3 separate regions of the Sus scrofa genome follow, and regions 2 and 3 are each linked to region 1. The links are chromatin contacts, called in public HiChIP or PLAC-seq maps. All regions are on one chromosome and are shown on one strand. Each heading gives the region's core, a stretch centred on a gene start, on an enhancer-like site or on the middle of the called end of the contact. The rest is flanking DNA. Distances are from core to core; before and after follow the strand shown. Region 1 holds the start of TOMM70 (mitochondrial import receptor subunit TOM70). Region 2 holds the start of TBC1D23 (TBC1 domain family member 23). Region 3 holds the start of TFG (protein TFG).

The links. HiChIP or PLAC-seq counts read pairs in DNA pulled down with a chosen protein or histone mark.
Region 2: an H3K27ac HiChIP or PLAC-seq map of alveolar macrophages shows a contact between it and region 1. The contact joins the promoter of TBC1D23 here to the promoter of TOMM70 in region 1. A contact is called at or near these places in 2 of 47 Hi-C or Micro-C datasets (blood and liver) and 1 of 2 datasets of contacts at active chromatin or transcription factors (alveolar macrophages).
Region 3: an H3K27ac HiChIP or PLAC-seq map of alveolar macrophages shows a contact between it and region 1. The contact joins the promoter of TFG here to the promoter of TOMM70 in region 1. A contact is called at or near these places in 1 of 47 Hi-C or Micro-C datasets (heart right ventricle) and 1 of 2 datasets of contacts at active chromatin or transcription factors (alveolar macrophages).

Annotation. Positions count from the first base shown.
Region 1 is chr13:158,574,542-158,578,711 of Sscrofa11.1, forward strand. TOMM70 (mitochondrial import receptor subunit TOM70) reads left to right here and starts at 2,485. Exons shown (of 12, transcript XM_021071309.1): 1 at 2,485-3,311. The coding sequence starts at 2,985. It also overlaps the pseudogene LOC100522520.
Region 2 is chr13:158,727,208-158,731,396 of Sscrofa11.1, forward strand. It overlaps TBC1D23 (TBC1 domain family member 23), which reads right to left and starts at 2,078. Exons shown (of 19, transcript XM_021071307.1): 1 at 1,807-2,078. The coding sequence starts at 1,859.
Region 3 is chr13:158,324,335-158,328,566 of Sscrofa11.1, forward strand. TFG (protein TFG) reads right to left here and starts at 2,568. Exons shown (of 8, transcript XM_021070561.1): 1 at 2,160-2,568.

The DNA.
Region 1 (4,170 bases), core at 1,235-3,734:
TAGTGAGGCCGGCAAAGCCCCAGCTACATCACCCTTCCTGGCTCAAAATTTCAATTTTTAAAAAAATGAGACATCGCCTTTAACATTTAGAAAAACAGAAAATTAGGCATTTGAGTGTCTAATAATTTGTAACATACATTACACTAAAAAGACCTTAAGAATTATCTAATTAAATCTTTAATATAACTTGAAAGGTGTGTGATTTCAGTACTTCACAGCTTAGAAATTTAGGCATCAGGTCTGTAAGGTTACAGAAGTAGTGACACTTTTACTCAGTTCTATGTTAGAATCACTTAAGAAATGGTAGAGAAAATGGGAGAAAGAGATGAATAGGCTAGGGAATGGAAATTAGATGTTTAACAAAGTATTAAAGTAACAATGGCAAATTCAAGTACTGATGCGGATTTTAAAAATAAAACCAAAGAAAACCAAACCTTTACATAAATATCAGCTAATTAAACAAAATGTTTCAAGTAGCTCTAACTTGTCTTTAGGGAATTGGGTGGCTGGAAACTGGGGTTGGAAGACTTTTCAAAGTAACTTTTGGCTTGTAGCTATAACAATCTATTACCTATTCCAATAAATAAATATTTGCTTTAAAAACTTTTTTTTTTTTTTTTTCTTTTCTAGGGCTGCACCCAAGGCATATGGAGGTTCCCAGGCTAGGGGTCTATTCGGAGCTGTAGCCGCCGGCCTACGCCAGAACCAGAGCAATACGGTATCCCAGCCTGCAACCCACACCACAGCTCATGGCAATGCCAGATCCTTAACCCACTGAGCAAGGCCAGGGATCAAACCCGCAACCTCATGGTTCCTAATTGGATTCGTTAACCACTGAGCCATGACAGGAACTCCTGCTTTAAAAACTTTAAATGTTTTAATTCCTACCAATAGTTTGTAATTACTAGCATTCTGAATCTTATGAGGCTGTAGAAAAACTTAAATTTCAGGAAAGAAAAATCCTACTGTTCTGAAAAAGCAAAGGAAAAATTTCTTTAAGGAGATAGGAGACTTGCCTTTGGGGGATGGGAATCAGGAAGGAAGAGAAGTTGTTGCCTGGAACAATCACTATTTGATCAAATAATTCTATTGCTATTATTTTTAGCTCCTCTAAAAACGCCTGTTGCTAAGGAACCCGATTGCCTGAAAGCAATTTACTAATAGGAACTCAGGGGAAGCAAAAGAGCAAAGCAATAATCCTGAAACTTTCCAATTAGGCCATTCTAATTTAGTCAGTCTATTTTGGTACCACTTAATAAATTATCTCCTTTCAATCTTTATGCAGTGCTGTTGTGGTGTTGAAAATCCTCAGTTGTATCCCAAAACAAAATGATCATTTGTAAATTTTTTTTTTTTTTTTTTTTTTTTTTTTTTGTCTTTTTGGGGCTGCACCGGAGCATGTGGAAGTTCCCAGGCTAGGGGTCTAATTGGAGCTGCAGCTGCCCACCTATGCCACAGGCACAGCGAGCAACTCTGGATCTGAGCACATCTGTGACCTGCACTGTAACTTTCCACAATGCTGGATTCTTAACCCACTGAGCCAGGCCAGGGATAGAACGTGCATCCTTATGGATATTTGTCCGGGTTCTTAACCTGCTGAGCTACAACAGGAAATCCCATTTGTAAATTTTTAATGTAAGGTGTGCACAGTATATGTGAAATGAGAAGCCGTAGTTGGGAATTCTGATTTTCTATTAATTCTTTTCTTTTTGAAAATACTGTGAATTCTAAACAATTCCTTGCAGGGGAAATTTCTGTATTTTAAGAGGTCTAGTGCAGATCATGTGGAAACGATTTGACAGTTCTTAGATACATGAAAGCCTTGAGTTGAAATTTCAACTTGGGAATGTGGCAAGAGGACTGAAACATCTAGTGCAAAACAGGAATGACAACGGGCGTTTCACAGCGCTGGGGAGAGCCTGTATGCTCCAGGGAGCGAGGTGTGGGCTGGGGTGTTAGGCGGAATCCGGTACGACACAAATACATATAGGAAAGGTGGGAACTCTGGGTTTTCCGCATTTCTACCTACTCAGTTCGGGAACCTCATAACAACGCAGAGACGGCATGGCTTTCGCAATTGGTGTGGAATGTAAGTCGCAGGGACCCCGTTCAAGCCATTTTGACTGGGGCCAACTAGATTTGCCCGTTTCTACCGTCTGAGTTCTGCTACCTGTTGTTGCCCCCAATGACCTCAAATTAGTCCAAACTAAAACCTGGCCATGGTAGAGCTAAGATCAGTGATACAGCAGGCTAACGTCAGCTTTGGGCTCTTTCCTCATACATCTTTAAAAGTCCTTCCAATCCGTTGGTTTCCTCTGACACGTGAACAACCGAGCCAACGGCCTCCCGGCTCTGAGAAGCGCCAACGTGGCAGTAACAAGAAAAATGTGTGGTCCAAATTCTACCAATGAACTGAGTGGCTCGGCCTATGCCCCGCCCACCATTCCTTACAGCCAATAACCTTCATAACTCTTCGCCACTCCCGCCCATTCTTAGAGCGGCTTCGAGCTTTTTCCTATACTCGCGTGAGCGCTGTAAAACCGCTAGATATGCGGCTCGCCCCAGCCTCCCTAGAGCATAGGGCCCTCTGCCCTTCGTTACTGAAGGCGTAGGGGACGGCGTCGGATACCACCGAAGTCACAAGGCCGCAGAAGTTAGTCTCACAAACAGCAGCGAGAGGAAAGAAAAGAGAAAGAACTGCCTGGGTTGTTCACTTCACGCCCAGCACCTTGACCCGGAACTATTCTACACTTCTCCTCCCCCATTCTCGGTTGAGAAGGGAAGAGAAGAACCGCCAGTTCTGGCCCGGCATGCCTTGGGCTTCCGGTGACCTCTGGCCCTTTTCTGTCGTCCGCTCTTGCTGCCTAGCGTGCTCGCTCGCTCACTGCTTTCCTTCCGTGACTCGCTCCGGTTTACGTTCGCACGCTGCCTGGTGACTGTGGCGCCAGCGACAAGCAGGGAGGCGGTGGCGGAGGACACCCGTCATGGCCGCCTCTAAACCTGTGGAGGCGGCGGTGGTCGCAGCGGCTGTGCCCAGCTCCGGGAGTGGAGTGGGCGGTGGCAGTGCGACTACAGGCCCGGGCACCGGGGGCCTGCCGCGATGGCAGCTCGCCCTGGCAGTCGGAGCGCCCCTGCTGCTGGGCGCGGGTGCCATGTACCTGTGGAGCCGGCAGCGGCGGCGCCGGGAGACCGGGGGCCGAGGCGACGCCGGCGGCCTGAAGCGCAACAGTGAACGGAAGACCCCGGAGGGCAGGGCAAGTCCGGCTCCGGGCAGCGGACACCCCGAAGGCCCCGGTGCTCACCTGGAAATGGTGAGAAGCATCCCCGGGCTGTGGAGGTGGAGCCCGGCGGGTGCAGCCTTTCCTTGGCGGGTTGTGCCGGTCAGGGGGCTTCCCATCAGACCGGGGCAGCCAAGTGGCAGCACTTGGGTTTAGGGAAACTCAATTTGGCTGCCTTTATTGAGATTGAAGTAGCCCGAGGGCACAGGTTAGCGTCCTTCGTTGACAGTTTCCTTTTGGTTTTGGAAAAATACCTGTTTTTCTTCTCAGTGACACAGCATTTATCCCTAGCGTTGTGGGTATGGAGACGTTTGTAAACGTGATGATTGTATTTAATTAACTAGTAGAGGAAGTCAAATGCCCTTAACTATTGCTACAGTACGGTATGAACTGTTTTGGTGATTTCCAAGGCCTGGAACTTAGTAATAACCTTTTAATAAAGAGCCACTCCCCTTTTTTTGAAGGGTGGAAGATGGGTAAATACAGTGACTGTTGGGTAATGAGAGTACAGTGGTGTTCAGGAGCATTTATTTCATCTGTGGGAATGAGTTTTTAAATCTTTGGGGTAGAAGCATCTTAAATTCATTTCAAAATTTTAACCTGGAAATTTACATGCCTGAAAAAGATTCTGTGATGTTAAACCATGCATCGGGATGTCTGATGAACTGCTTTGTATGGTTTTGTTGAACTGACTGTTAAATCCTTTTGGTATCTGACAGCTGTGGGGGAATTGGCCTAGCTGCATTTTACAATACTAAATGAGATGAGGTGGTGTGGAGCATTTTACCTGAGTCTGGGATTGTACAATGCAGTTACAGAGTAAATCAGAGTTCAGAGAAACCTTTGGTCAAGTAACTCCCAGTTGTATATATTTGCAAGTTATTGCCACGTT
Region 2 (4,189 bases), core at 828-3,327, 150 kb after region 1:
CTAGTCAGTCAGTCCCAAGAAAATCTACTGAATCCGAATCTTCATTTTAACAAGATCTCCAGGTAATCCCAATGCACATTTAAATTATGAGAAGCACTTATCTAGAACATAATTACAATGATTATGTTGAAATGTTTCTTTTTAGTTTTTAATGTAGTTCCTAGAAAATTTTAAATTACATATGTGGCTCACATTACACTTCTATTGAAAAGTGCTGGCCTAAATCCTACTCATTTTTTCAAGGCCTAATTCAAACATGTCTGCCTCATGAAGTTTACCCCAAGAACTACAAGTCGACTTGGTTTCTGTCTCCCTGAACACTCATAATATTTTCATTCACATTTCCAAAGAACCCAAACAATTCTACCTCCTTAGCAAGTGTATCTGTTACAGCTCCTTAACTCCAAGATAAGCAAACTTAGAAAATAAACTATATCTAACTATACCTAACTATAAGTTTTCATCCACCTTGGAGAGTGCATGTACTAAGGCGATGCTTGCTATCTGCCAAATGAGAGGTGAATTTCTCAATTATTACAATATCTATCCCTCTCAATGACTTACACTTCTTTTACAAATGTCCAGGATTATTTTTAGGCAGAGAGAGTGCCAGTGAGCTGTATATGTATAATAGAAGCAAGCAAATCTAAAACTATCTAATACATGCTGTCAATACACTTAAATCCATTTTAAGTAAGTAAAAACTCGACAAGCTTCTAAAGGTTTTGCTTTTTTAAAATGACGTTAGCTTTAAAAGTGTTTTGGGAAGATTTCAAAAGTAGCAGACTTTTCCAGAGATTAACGACACTCTGTGACTAAAGTCTACCAAAAAATTGCTGGACGGAGTTCCCGTCGTGGCTCAGCGGTTAACAAATCCAACTAGGAACCATGAGGTTGAGGGTTCGATCCCTGGCCTTGCTCAGTGGGTTAAGGATCCGGCGTTGCCATGAGCTGTGGTGTAGGTCGCAGACGTGGCTTGGATCCCACGTTGCTGTGGCTCTGATGTAGGCCGGTGGCTACAGCTCCGATTCAACCCCTAGCCTGGGAACCTCCATATGCCGCGGGAGCGGCCCCAAAAAATGGCAAAAAGAAAAAAAAAAAAAGAAAAAAAAATTGCTGGAGGTCCTCATCACAACCCCCAGTATAAATCGGGTAAGCATGAAAAGGCCTGGGCGGAGCAAGAGCGATGTCCTACATCGCAACCCAAGCTCTGAAATCGAGCTGTAGGGAAAGTGGTAGGAAGGGAAAAAACTTGTGTGAAAGAGAAGATAGAAACTACTGGAACGTAAAATGAGAAATAAAAACTAGGACAAAAAATACCTCAATTATGTATGAGGGATCCTCCCTAGGTGTATTTCTCAACCTCTGAACCCTCGGGCAAAGGTCGGGTTAGCAATTTCAAGTGGTCTTTTCTTCAAGTATTCAGGTGCCTCAGATCTCCATACGCTAAACTTCTCTCCTAACCAGCCTAATGTAACTCTTCGGAGGCAGGAACTACGGCCAAACCAAGCCCTGAAGCCACATATCTCCAACATGTTTTGGAAAGCGGTGGATGAAAATGGAAGGCTGAAGTGAGGCCCAGCTCCTGGACGACACTCCCCTCCCTACGAGTCCGGCCTGAGACCCCTGGGCACGACAGGACTGCCAGAGGGGACCCGGCGGGCAGAGGGGGCGGGGCAGGGCGCCGGACTCGCAGGACTGGTCTTCCCGTTCCATACCGGCGCCTGCTGGTTCCTCGGGGACCGGCAAGGTGGTGACAAGGAAGAATAGAGGGGCAGTGCGAACCAGCCCAGGGCTTTCACTCACCAGCCGTCGCCGCTCGACGTTGGCGGTGGCGGGACCTCTTCTCCTTCCGCCATTGCTATTGACGTCCACGTCACTTTGCCGAAAAGTGGACCCGGCGCCGAGACCGACTGAAACCCAATGTCGCAAAAGGGCCTCGGAAGTCTGGGACTGAGCTTCTGGATGAGGGAAAGGAAGACTGGAGGAACTCAACGTCACGACGTCCCGAGGGCGAAAGGCAGCTTGGAGGAGGAGACTCGGTGAGGTGCTGCCCCGCCAAAGACTACGTGTCCCAGGATGCCGCAGGGCCTGGGCCGTGCGCAGTGGGCGGGGCTTGGTGAGGGCCTGCGCCCCAGTAGGAGGCCTTGTGAGCGTCGCTTCTTGGCGTCCAGTTAGCGTCTTCGTTCCGTCTTGGCGTCCTACTTGAAGTCAGATTTGAGAGGCCTAGAGAGTGGGGAGAGGAGGCGAGGTGAGAAGTCCACAGGGACGGTGGAGATAGGAGAGTCATATATGAACTATTTCCTAGAGTAACAGTTGTGTTTGAGGAGAGAGTGGGATGTGAGGAAAAGTCACAACCACCCCTCTTTGTGGGGTACGGTCACACGTACAAATGGTGACCACATACTTGATGTCTGAATAGAAGTCGTATTAAAAAAAAAAAAAAAAAAAAAGCGCTAAACAGTAAAGGAAATCTGCTCCAGCCGCCCACCTTTGTAAACATACCTTTCTAATATGGAAGATCAAGTCCAAATTTAGAATTCCGGAACTCTGTGGAGTTGCAGGCAGGGATCACTGCCACGTTTCTTCTCTTCCCGCGCCACTTCCCCCTTCACTCCAAATGAGAGGACACCACGGCCTCCACATCCAAGCTCAGTCCACACCATCACCACCAAAGCACCAGCTCTTTGTTTCCTCTTGACCACCCCTGGGCCTAACAGTAGACATGAGTTCAGGAGGTTGGACCTAGGGAGATGCTTTTGCAAATCCTGGACCCAATGCTCTTGAAATAGAGCCACATGTATCAATATAGATAATCTGGAAAATATGATGTTAAAAGAACAGAACAGACTGCAGAAGGGCAGATAAAGTACAGTGTCATATTGGGTGTTAAAAATAGGCAACATGGGAGTTCCTACTGTGGCTCAGTGGTAACCAACCCCACTGGTATCCATGAGGAAGTGAGTTCAATCCCTGGCCTTGCTCAGTGGATTAAGGATCTGGTGCTGCCATGAGCTGTGGTGTAGGTAGTAGACATGGCTCAGATCTGGTGTTGCTGTGGCTGTGGTGTAGGCCAGAGGCTACAGCTCTGATTGGCTCCTAGCCTGGGAATTTCCACATGCCTGGGGTGCAGCCCTTAAAAAAAAAAAAAGGGCAGCACAATGTATTTATTAATAGATGCATATATGCTTTTTAGAAATGCACCAGAATGATATATTAGAAAAATCGGAAGGGCAGTTCTCAAGGATAAACACAGCCAGACATTAGTTAAAGCAGCAAAACAGTTTGACAGTAGGGGAAAGGACTGAGCTCCATCCTGATTTGTTCAGAGATGATTAGGGGTTTTAAAGGGAGAATGAGCCAGCAGGGAGATCGGGACTCATTAGAGTTAGATAAGTGAAAAATGACAAAGCCTTGGTCAGTGTAATTGTGTCTAGGCCAGCTGTATCTGCTAGCTGGCAATTTTTGAGTTTAGGATTTTTCCCTCCCACAGAAACTGGGAGGCAGAGATCCTGTCCTTCCTGATGATTGAATACATTTCAAAGGAATAGCTCTCAGGTCCTTGAGAAGGACACTTCTAAGTTCAAGATACATATTCACAATTGCAAGCTCTTCCTAGTAAACACACCAGGAGAGGTCAGTATTTTTCATCAGGTGTTGGCTAGGTCAAACAGTAAATTCTCCAAGCAGACAATGAGCTTTCTCAATCAGGTCTTTAATGAGATTCAGTAGGGACTAGGGTCATTTTAGGGACACAGCCTTAAGTTGCTAAAAACCATGCTAGAATTTGATCAAGTCTCAGTGCACGGGTTCGGACAGAGTTGTTATGTGCTGGAAAGTTCTGCAGTTCTCACAATTACATCTGTGGGAGGGGAGGAAATGGCTTCAATTACGTTTTTAATATTGTGTTTCTAAAGAGCTGAGAAGTGGCTATGTATGTTCAGTATTTATAGAGTCAACACTTTGGAATCTAAAATGTTTCATAATTTTAAAAACTATTTGACTAAATAAGCACAAAGCATAGTACAGCTCTTTCATTTACAACCAAAAGTATGTTCATTCTCTTCCAAAGGGGAGATAATACAGAGCCACATTATCACACCCACTTCTGAGCCCAGGATCTCTGCATGATGTTCAAGCCCTCTCCGGGGAAAATTTCTTTTAACATGGAATGAGAGTTCAGATGACA
Region 3 (4,232 bases), core at 1,318-3,817, 250 kb before region 1:
TTAATTCTGGGAATGAATCTTTAATGCCCCATGTTAAAACGGGGCATTAAACACTGAATCTAACACTCTAAGGTCAGTTCAGAACAGAGTGGATTGTGTTCCACGATCTGGATGCTATGTTTGTCTTACTATAAAATAAGAATAGTTAGTTTTTTATCTGCAAATTCTGACAATTGACTTCTCATAAAGAGTCTGAAACCTCCATACATCTCGCCCTGTTAGCCAAACCAGCCCTTTTCATTCAGGAAACACTTACTGAATACCTTCTATGTGCCAAACTCTGAAGTATAATTACTTCAACAAGATGATAATTTGTTTGTTATCACCTTGTCTTGCAGCCTGAGAATAATAAAGAACTTCACAAATCAATGTACATTACCTTCTCTTACCTATAAGATGTGTAAACAGGCAATAATGCAGCTAAGGACCAGGGCTTAGCTTTAGCAGGACAGTACTACCTACTCTAAGCAGCATCTAGAATAGTGCCTGACATACATACAGTAAATATTTAAAGACTTGTTTTTGTTCCCTAAACAAAAGATGAATGACAAATAATGAAGTTCCGCTAAACGACTGAGAGAAAAAAAGCTATACTACCAGGTCAGTTCCTAAGCCAAACCTTTACAATGTACCTTCTTTACATAGCTAGAAGTGCCTCTTTACGACATACCCCTAATTAAAAGAAATTTCCAACATCGAAAATAACTGACATAACCCTTTTGATTGTGAGGAGACTGTTGCTCGGTTCCAACGGATCTGAATATGAGTCTCTTTTACTTTGCATTTGCCATGTCTGCAAATTCACTTAATGGTTGATGTTTCCTAAAGTCTGTAAACTACCTGTGGCCAGGAACTGGGCCTTCTCTAAGGTTTCACCCAGTTTGTGCTGCAGTCTCCATAAAGCATGCACTCAAGCATCACAAAAATAAAAGTACCACAAAATTTTCCCTTCCAGAGAAAATCCCGTCCCCACATTTTTTTTTAATGTAACACTAGACTCAGGTCCTCTTTTTCTCTAACTTCAATCACAAAGTATGGATGGGTATGGACTACTATGAACTGCTGGTGAGATCCTTACAGCTCTTCTTCTCCCATCTTGTCCTTGCCTCCCTCCCTCTGAAAACCAGAAATGACACAGCCACAAACTTATGAAATCTTCCAACAGAAACACTGTTCTCAGAACTGGAGAATAAAGTGACATATCCAAAGACACACATAAAAAGCCTGCCTGCCTCTTGAACCAGCATCTAGGTTCATGGCCAAACCTCCAGCTCCACTCCCCTTGTGGTTAGGGCCTTGCAAAAATTCAGAGAAGCCTGCATAGGCACCTCCAGAGGATAACAACTGCCTTTAAGAAATCCTAAGCAAAATCAACCCTTGAGTATTCCAAATAATTCAAGAAGCCTCAAATCCTGCCCGACTCGAGGCAGTGTAGTAAAATGATAAAGATTCCCACTACTAGCTATGTGACCTTAAGCAAATACTTCACCAAGCCTCATTTCCACCATATGCAAAACAGAAATAATATCTAAATTTGAAAGAATCTTTGTGATGATTCAATGAGACCATGCATCTAAAGTACTTTCATACTGCCTTGAAAACTAAACTCTTAAAAGTTAGTTGTCATCACCACTATCAAACTAGGTTGGGCCTCCAGACGGCGCTTGATTAAACACTGACATAGCCAAGGAACAAGGTTTCTCCTATGTAAGCCAATCAACTTACTTCCGAAGGTGCCATCCTCCACCTTCTCACCCTTACAAGCCCCCTAGAAAGTTAGGCGCTGGACCGCGCCAGGCCTCCCAAAGTCCCTCTCCTCCCCCTCGGTCAGCCCGACCCCTTGGACCCGGGCAGAATGGGTGCAAGAGCACTTGCTGCCCCAAACAACCCCCCCGGAGAATCCCTCCCGCCGAGGCCCGCTTCGCTGCCTCAGTTGCTGCCGAGAGCCCTTGCCCTTCCCCTCCCCCTCTGTGGCCTCCCCTCCCCCACGCGAGGCCCCGCCCGGCCTCCCTCTTCCTGGCTCCAGCCCCTTCCCACCGCCCCTCCAACCCCACCTGCCCCGCACCCGCCGGTTAGAAAGAAGCCGTCTCGGCGTTTCTAAGTCTCCCGGGCCGCCTAGCCCGAGAAGTCGGCCGCGCCCCCGCCTCCAGCGGCCATACCGGTTTGCCGAGGCCGCCGCCACCCCTCCGCAGGTCTCCGCTGATTCAACTCGTGCGAGGCTGCCACTGCCAGGCTCTGGGGCGCTGGGAGAAAGCTGCAGTCACGGCCCACTCGGTTGCCCTCCGGCCCGCCGCACCTCGCTGGCAGGCTTGCGCTGGCCCCGGCCAATCGCACAGACCCACCAAGCCTAGCGAGACCTCGGGCCCAGTACGTGGCAGGTGGGGAAAGCAGAGGGGGCGGGTACAAGAAGAAAACTGTGCGTTCGCTCCGCCTCAGAGCGAGCAAGCCAACCCAGAACGCATGCGCGACGGCTGGGGGCCCCCTGGGACTGACCACGTCCAGGCCTGCAAGGCCCTGGGTCTGCTTTCTCACTGGATGACCCAGTGTAGGAAGTGAGAGCGCAACGGAAGCGCGCATGCGCGGGGCGTGACCAGGCACTTCCGGTTTTCCAGAGCGCTAGCGTTTTCCTTCGCTCGCCCGTGGGCGGGGCGTAACTTGGTGTCCTGTACTCCTTTTGAGAGCGGATTGAAAGTGGGCATTTGTCCAAGTCTGAGTGTTTTTTTGTTTTGTGGCCATTGTAGTTTTCCTAGTCCTATCTCAAAAAAACCAACCCTTTTCCTGCCTTCCTTTTACAAACTCATTCATTCATTGTTGGGCGCCTACGCTTTCGCCAAGCCCTGTGCTGGAAATGGGAATGGAATCAGTTTGTAAGCAAGGAGTTACACAGCGTTTACGAGTTATGAGTGTGTAAAGGGTAAAGGCTGGGAAATCATGGCTGATTAAAGATTCCAGAAGCCTTTTTGGAACTAAACTATTTGAGCGTACCCTACATACTCTTCCCTCGCTCTAACCGCATATGCTAATTTATGTAAGACACTCTCTGACGGGGGTGGGGCGGAATAGGTGATGATATCTGAGTTTCGGGGTCAGTGCTGTTGTAAAAGTTGCAAGGAATTTTGCCTTCTAAGACTAAGCAAAAAGCAATGTGAACTTACTTGCTTCCCCAGCTGTTCACCAGATGAAGTGAATTCAGGGTGAGAAGTTATTGTTATTTTAGTAGTTTAAGAAATATGACATTTTTGCAGCTTTAAGTCTGAAAAGTTCTGTTTGAGAGTGAAATATATGAGTTTAAAATTCTTTTGCATCTGAAAGGTATTTTCCAATGCTGTATGGAGCAATTGCTTCCAGGGATTGAGAAGCGGAAGACTGAAGAAAGAATGAAAAAAGTTCCAGATTTTATCCTTCAGTGCTTGTTGTGACTTGAATATCCAAATTTGGGAAAATGAACTGCTGTCCAATAATAGTGTCCTGAGGTCTTTGAAATGGCTTGAGGTTGGATTAAAAAAAAAACTACACAAATGTGGACATAGGTAAAAAACTCTCAAAAGAAGTAAGGAATACCACAATCTTCCTAATGAGAGGTCAGAACCTGGAGCAGGGTCAAAGTGAACCTTAGCCTGAAACGAGGGGAAAAAATTTCCCCTTGCTAGGTTCAGAGGAAAGGGGCAATCACTCAAGAGTCTTGCCATTGAGGAGAAATAAACTGATCTCTGTTAAACTGAGGCCAGCTGGAAGCTGGGAAGAAAGCACCCATAGAGTGGTCTTCTGGAACCCTGAAAGCAGTTTAAGGTTCTTTATGTTGTAATTCCCTCGTGCTTCATCCTCAAGCAATCAGTGAAGTCTTGTTTAATGTTAATACCTCCTCCAGCCACCATTAGGGAAACTGAGAGGTGAGGTAGTTATGATTCCTTAGATCACAGTAGAAGCAGGAGCTGCCTGGGGCAAGAAATTAGAAAATGAGAGGCTGAGGTGCTGTTTGTAAGCCAGATCAGAGACTCAGGTGACATGGGACAAGGATATCTATGCAACATTAAAGCGTTCCCTAGGAGTCTCCAGAAATATAAATTTGAAATTTTTTAAATTTTATTTTTTAAAGTTTTAGTGAAGTATAATTGATTTATAAGGTGGTGATAATTTCTGCTATACAACAAAGTAATTCAGTTATAAGATACACCATCCATTCTCTCTCAGATTCTTTTCCCACGATGAAAAACTTTATGATAGATTTTTGC